2 separate regions of the Gossypium arboreum genome follow, and region 1 is linked to region 2. Evidence: chromatin contacts called from public Hi-C data. All regions are on one chromosome and are shown on one strand. The core of a region is the stretch at or near the end of the contact, and the rest is flanking DNA. Distances in the headings are between cores, read along the strand shown.

The links. A called contact is a pair of places that touch in the nucleus more often than the background predicts.
Region 1: a Hi-C map of leaf shows a contact between it and region 2, with 2.4 times the contacts expected there. The contact joins the enhancer-like site here to the promoter of LOC108476700 in region 2. A contact is called at or near these places in 2 of 5 Hi-C or Micro-C datasets (both in leaf).

What each region holds. Positions count from the first base shown.
Region 1 is chr12:91,257,421-91,261,153 of ASM2569848v2, forward strand. No RefSeq gene overlaps it. Among protein-coding and RNA genes, the nearest start is that of LOC108479627, 42 kb to the right of the region's middle. Within about 2 kb of position 2,006, at least 1 of the 2 cell types and tissues checked has an H3K27ac peak or open chromatin away from gene starts, as enhancers often do. A contact at or near this core is called in leaf, where this site is marked.
Region 2 is chr12:91,067,724-91,071,917 of ASM2569848v2, forward strand. LOC108476700 (E3 ubiquitin-protein ligase SINAT3) reads right to left here and starts at 1,414. Exons shown (of 3, transcript XM_017778977.2): 1 at 814-1,414. The coding sequence starts at 1,035.

The DNA of each region.
Region 1 (3,733 bases), core at 756-3,255, 190 kb after region 2:
GAAATCTAAAATTGTTTTGATAATTGTTTATTCAAAAGTTAAAAATTGTTTTAATTTAATTCAACTATTTTTTTATTTTTTACTTAATTTAAAATCTTTTGATGTAAAAATAAATATTTTGTATTTAAAATATTAAAAATAACCATAACAATATTATATAAAATAAACATTTCTAAAATAAATTATTTTTATTTACTTGAAAACTTAATCTTTTAAAAATATTTATGAACTTTTTAAAAAATTTATCAAATAATGTTGAAAATTCATAAAATAAATTTTGTTTTATCAAAATAAAGTAAAAAAATTAGAATAAAAAATAGAAAATCGAACTAAAATAAGATGGTTCAGTATTTTAAAAATTCGACCAAATTGAATCGTACTCGTTTTACCATAAATATATTTTCGTATAATTAACCTCTTTAAAATTATTAAAATTAATCTTTTTGATTTATTTGCCAAAAATGAGCAAACATACTAGGGTTTACAAGCAAGTAAAAGACAATAACAGAACCAAAAAAAGCCCCCTCGTGAATATCCTCATCATTTTTTTTTTTTTTTTGTCATTTGAATCGGTATCAATTGGATTAAGAATAGTTCGGTATATCAATCTTGATATAGAGGTTAAGTCACTCTCTAAGTGAACTACTCACATCGGGTAAAAATTAAAAATTGAAACAAAAATAAAAAGTGGTTGAAACGGTTAAATCGTGTTTTCTTACTTTCTTTTATAATTATTTATTGTTAGACTAACGATTGAATTGAGAATCAACAGTTTGACTAATTCAACCACCAATCCGATTATTAAATATTGGTCAAAACAAGCAAACCAATAATTACAAACAACATATAGAATTTGTATGTATTTATTTGTGATAATGTAATTGAAAAAGGTGTAATTAATAGATAGTAATCATACATTCTTAGAATTGTAAAAGATTTTAATTTTTTAATCTTGTTTAAAAGTCATCATGGTTAATTGCCATGCGTAATTTTTTCAATTTTCAACCTTGAGATATGGATTGAAGCAAATAATTGAGGTGCTCAAATTACATTCTATTCAATAAGATCAACTAATTACAATAGCTACTAAACAATGTGACACAAATGTAATTGCTTATCTCGGTTACACCTAATGAGACTCACTAATTATTATAGTCATCCATGCATACATATAAATAAATTACAAATAGTTACACGTAAATTTATATACTAAATCAACTTTCCAAACATATGAATAAATACAAACAATATAATTAATTAAATTATTTGTTTGTAACACTTGCTAATATCCCTTTTAATATTTTTTTAAATCTAAACCAACCTTCTTTTTATAATTTTTAGGCACAAGTATCGTGGAGGTCTACTTATTAAGAGTCAGATTAGATTTTGTCATTACTTAAAAAAAATGGGATTATTATTCTGATCAAAGAGCAAATTGGTTCTTCTATGGAGGCCCTTGTACTAGTAGTTAGATTGCATTTTATCTCTTCTACTCAAAAAATGAGCAAATTAGTCTTTATACATTAAATCAAAGAGCAAACTAATTCTTTTGTTAAAAATTCTATTCATTTCTACTGTTAAAAATTGGTCCTTGTAAGTCAGAATAAGGTATACGTTGTATGCTACATGTAATTGTCTAGTTATTCTATCCGTCATGCTAGTTTTTAATAGTAAAAATTGATAAATTTTTTAATAGAAATGATAAATTTACTCTTTAATCAACATACAAAGAATAATTTACCCATTTTTTTAATAAAAAATAAAACAAAATCTGATTTATAATATAATAACTTTCATAAAATTTCACCAAAATTGCAAGGCACACCCTACCTCAAATATCTTAAAAAACCCTAGGGTTGGTATCTTAAATTTTTTTGTTGTGTGGGGGATCCCCTTCCATAAGAAAAATTGAGCACTAGGCCAAAGGCCAATCAAAAGAAACACAAAGTGAAATTGGTCTCCACATGGGGTGTACAATGGACATTCACCCCCAAAGAGCACACTTTGTCCCACACCAATCATCCATTTCCAGTAATATTATTATCTCCCTAAAAGCCTCTAAAATTTTCTCTAGTCAACCCTCTCTCTAATTATTTCTTTTTGGATTTTGGGTACTTTTTTAAAATTTAAAATTAATTCTTCTATTTTCAAAATTTTAAAATTTAAGTTAACTGATAATTTTTAAACTTTTTATTAAATTCAAAATATTCACGACGTCATTTTTTTAGTTACATAGTTATTAAATAAGTATTTTTTAATTTTAAAATATCACATCTAAAAATTTAATAAAAAATAATAATATTAACAATTAGATTTCAATTATGAAATTTAAAAAGTAAAATAACCAAAATTCTTAAAAATAAAATATTTTAACCAAAGAAAAATGAGAACAATTCATTAAGATTCTAGCAAGATACAATAGCTTTTCTTTTTCCACTTTATATAACTATACATTTAATTGATTTACTTAATTTAATCTAAAATTAACATATTCATAATTTTTTTACAATCAATATTTTAATGATTCAATAATTGAATTCATCAATATAATTAAACTTATTATGTACATAAAAATTTTAAATCAATCTAATATTTTGTTATATTAATATAATATAATGCCTTTTTCTAATATATCTTTGATGTCAAAATTTTTTACGTTAAAAATAATTAAATATCGTAAAAATTATAAGAATATGTAAAATTACTATAATTGATGCCATTGATTATTTAATTTATTTTTATAAGATAATTATGGATCTAATCTCTAATCCTAAAGGAATCTGCTGGATTAGATTGAAAAGATTATACAAGGTTAATGCATATATATATATATATATATATATATATATATATATATAAAAGAATAATTATCTTAGGCCTAAAGAGTTGCAAAGAGCCAATTTTTTTATTGGATTAATCAAATTTCAAGAATCAATATTACTGATCATAATACACAAATAATTAACATTAAAATTAATGATAATTTCTTTTCCTATAGTCAACATGTGCGAATTTACAAAGAATATTTCAATGCAGTATATATTTAGAATTTAATTCCTTTGCTTTTTGGATTGTTAATATTATCATCAACTTTTTATTATATGAGTACTAAGTCAGTTTTTTTTAATTTTAAAATGTCTTTTCAACTAATTTAACTCAAGAATTTTAATGGTGTTAACAATTGAACTTAAATTTAAAATTTGAAAAGTATATAGGAGATTAAATTCTTAAAAATAAAAGTAAAAAGACTAAATTTCAAATGTATGAAAAGTATATGGACTTGAACCATATTTTAACCAAATATATAAATAAAAATTTACGTTGTTATCACTGTTTCTTATTAAAGAGACAGCTTGAAATTTTTGACCAGCCATTATTTATTTATTCATTTTCGTCCTTCAACTAGAATATGATTTTTTTCCCCTTAATTTCTCTGCGGGGTTATTTTTTTTAATTTAATTTAGTCAAAAGAGTTGCTTATAATCTTGAAAAGATGCAAAGTTAGAATAAAATCTTCATCTTTAAGCTTAATTAAAATTTTGTTCTACAAACGTCAACTTGCCCCTCTCCTCTAATTATTATATAATAATGTTATGTATGCAGTATATATATGGATACTGTATAGCCTTGGTTGATTAAAATGAACGATCTAATAGTATTTTAAGTTATAATTCTATTTCTAATCGCTGTATTTTTTACACATTTGAAATTTAATCTCTCTAGTGTTAATTTT
Region 2 (4,194 bases), core at 164-2,663:
TCCCAATCAGGGGCAAAGGGATGAGGGTGCAGGTAGGAGCCTTGGCCCCCCTAAAATGGAAAGTTGCTGCTTCAATCCCCAAAATTTATAAAATCCTAAGTTAATTTTATAAACACAATCTTACCAGCATTGTTTTATATTCTAGATGAAGCCACTATTCTATACTTTTATTGTGAAATCATGCAAATTTATAAACATATCCAAGTAAACTCTCATGGATTGTTACAAATGAATGAGAAGATAATAGTTTCCTCTCAATTTGCCATCTTAGCCACACTTTTTCTAAAACCTTTCCCAGCACAAACAGCTACAACATATCACCTTTGTTTACAAATTCCCTGCGCCTGAGCTGAAAGGCTGAATCAGCATTGGAAACCTTTGTCAAATATAATAAAAAGACATTCTAATGAGTATAGGTTAATGCTATAGGCAACACCAACTGGACTAAACTGAAAAAAAAAAAAAAAAAAAAGGTTTCATTTTCGACATTTACAATAATCAGACCATCTTCTTCTTCTTTGATACGTTAAAACAAACACAGAATTCAACCACGCATATGTGTATTGGTCTTCACATAACACCCCCAAAAAAAGTCAATTATATAAAGACAACCTAATCCCATCTGTAGTCCTAATTCTAACCCTAAAAGAGCACAAATCCAACACATAAAAATAAGCTATAAATTTGACTGAAAAAAATCCAAGAAAAAGAAACAGATTTAAACCATTCAAGCACTCCATAAGCATTCAAAAATATGTTCTCAATTTAGAAAAAGAAGAACCCATCAAGGGAAATGGAATTAAAAAGACTAACCTGATGAATAGGAGGGTACATACAATTGGTACAAACAGGGCATTCAAGGAGTTCATGGACACTAGTAGTGCTTGCATGAACAGCTGATGACAAGGTACTGTTGTTGCTGTTCCCATTGTTGCTGTGGGTCTTTGACAATGAAGAAGATAACTGATGATGATGGATCTCATCATCATCCATCACATCCGATGATGCCATACAATCAATACTATCTGATTCCATAAAAAAAGGGTATAACAAAGTTATCAAATTTGATCAGCTATGGGTACAAATTCCTTTTGGGAAAGATGGAAACTTTGGGTGATGGGTACAAAAATAACGTATTAATCTTTGGGGACTAAGTTAGTTTATGAGTAAATCGAAGAAGAAACAAGGAATGAAAATGGGGTATCAATTGGAAAACCAGATGAGTTGAATCAATACAGAGAAATCAATAAACTACTGTTTTTAATTTCTCTTCTCTCTGTATTCTTTTTCATAGGTTGCAGAGAAAGAGAGAGTTCACCGTCTAAAATTTTACGAGACAGTTGATCAACATCACGCGGCTCAAGGTCAAAGAGAGAACCACGGTTACTTACAATATGTATGTACATACGTGTATGTATATTTAAGATTTGTAAGGTGATGAGGTGGGAATTATTAGCGCAACATACAGACAGTGACCATGTTTCAATTAATTAAAACAATTTCTTTTATCTTCAAAAATAAATAAAATTCCTACATTTTACAAAAAATATATATATAAATTTTTGGCCCTAACCTTGGTAATTAGATTCACTTTGGCATATTTACCTTCTTTTTCTGTTAATTTTGATACTTGAACTTGACGTCTAAATTTATTTTGAGCCCTAAATTTAGATTTCATTAAGATTTAATGATGTGACCAGTATTCTTCGAACATGACTATATTGGTCGGTCGAACCGATTGGACCAAGAACCATCTATATACTATTCCAAATAAAGAGTTGAGCCGATTAAATTAGAAATTGCTTGAAACTCGTAAAATCTGAAAACTCAAACCAAAAACCAATAGTTAAACAAGTTTAATATTTTTTTTAATTTTATGAATTTTAATTAATTATTTAATTATTATAGGTTTAGCAATTGAACCGATCAAATCGATTAAATTAGGAACCAGTGGTCTAACAAGTTCAACCACTGTTTCAGTTATTAGAACGCTATACGTGACACTCTAAGATTGTACAATGTCTTGAAAATTTATATATTTTCAATTTTCAAGTGCTAATGTGGCATAATCTCAAAGTGTCGTATCATCAAACTTTTATATTTTTTAAGTTTAGGGATAAAAAATAATTTAATTGCCTAGTTCAGTTCAAGTACCAAATTGGATCTAGCTACCAAATTCAAGGGTCAAAATTTATATTATCTCAAATTTTATATAAAGAATCAATCAAACATGTCCTAAGTTCAAGTTTCATCATTTGAAGGTTTTTTCTACATTTATTAGTGATTTATTTATAGAAAAATAAAAGCACTCTTGTAACAATATTTATTAATTTTATTAAGAATATTTTAATATCTTTTTTCTAATTTAATTGGTATTTATAAGTTCGTGACTAGAGTTGTTCATGGGTTAAGCCGAGTCAAATAAAAAAATTAAGCCTGTTTTTTAAACCCGATTCGAAAAACGGACCTAAAATTTTATTCAAGCCCGACCTAGATAAAAAGCTAAAAACTAAATTCGGCCCGGCCCAACCCACACGTATTAAAATTTTTATATTATTTTTTATATAAAATAAATTTAAAAAATATAATACATCAAAAACATTAAAATAAATGTTTTCCAACCAGTGGAAAAAAGATTAAAAAATATACTTAAATAACATTAAGATAAGTGCAACTTAGCAAGCAAATACCTCTAAAATAGTAGCAAAATTAATAACAAAATAAGAGTTATACAATATTCAAACAATAACAACAAAATAGTAGCAATATAATATCGAAATAATAGCAAAACAATGAAAAACAGTAGCAACACAGTAAAAAACCAGCAGCAGTTTTTTTGCAAATTCGAGTTCGGTCAGGCTGGGCCAGGCTAAAAAAATCTTATCTGAGGCTTGGCCCGTTTATAAAGCGGGTCTTATTTTTTTTTCAAGTTTATTTTTTAGGCCTATATTTTTGTCCAAACCCTCTTACTTTTTGGGCAGGCCTTCGGGCTGGATGGCCCGGCCAATGGACAAGTCTATTTGTGACATCAACTTAATCAATGGCTTGATAATAATAGTGTAGATAAAAATTAAACCTATTTTTTAAAAAATTATATAAGTAAAAATTTGCTATTAATTATTGTACTATGTATAAATTGTGGATTTAATCCTTGTACTTAATTCAAGTGTTTTTATGCTTTTGTACTTTTTAAATGAAATTACGTGCTCAAATGATAGTAGTTAAATATATTATTTCAAATTTTGCTATTAGTCACGTAGAACACTTAAATTGTGGATTTAATCATTATTATAAATTTTGATATTTTTAATTCTTATACTTTTCGAGTTTTGAAATTGTTGGGAGTATGCTCAAAGACCAATCATATGATGATTGTAATGACATATTTTACCTAATTTATTAATAAAGATATTGTCATTATTGTTTTCAGATTTATTTACGTGTTTAAATAAACTCTATAATGATAATGTCCAAAGAATGATATGATCATTTTTAAATGTCTTTTGTCAAGTATTATTATGGATTTAAACAACAATAATACATTTAGGCTAATATGTGATTGATTGATGACAAGTGCTATAGATATGTGTTATCAAATCAACACATAAGTATATGTTAGAGAATAATATACTGGGCTGACTCGCCATGAGAATGTTTCTTGAATTATTATGTAATACTCATAACATTTCTTATAGTGGTAATTGCATGTTGATTCTTAGACTTGAGATCATCACTATTACAATATTGTGAGTCGTATGTTTTGACATAGTCAAACGTCTTCCGTAAATGGTTATACTATAAAGACTGATATTGGGTGTGCCACAATCTATATAGTGGGATGTGAGTGATAAAGATATGGTTTGTTCCTCCTACGTAATAGGATAAATATCTTAGACCTCTTGATCAAGTAAGACTAGAGATGCATGGCCATACTCAAATGAGTTGATATGAGATATCATACTTATTTGTTTATCTTAGTCTATTTGAGAATTAAGAAATAAGAGATTTGACTGTATAAGTGTGATTATTCCATGACTTGTGTTCTGTAACAGTCCATTTTTCAATAAAATCAGAATAGTAGTTTCGGGACCACAAATCCGATCCGAAAAAAAAGATTTATTTTTATTTCATTATATGGCCCGTATTATAATAGGCATGTTGTGTGAAAATTTTAACACAAAAATTTTATTGATT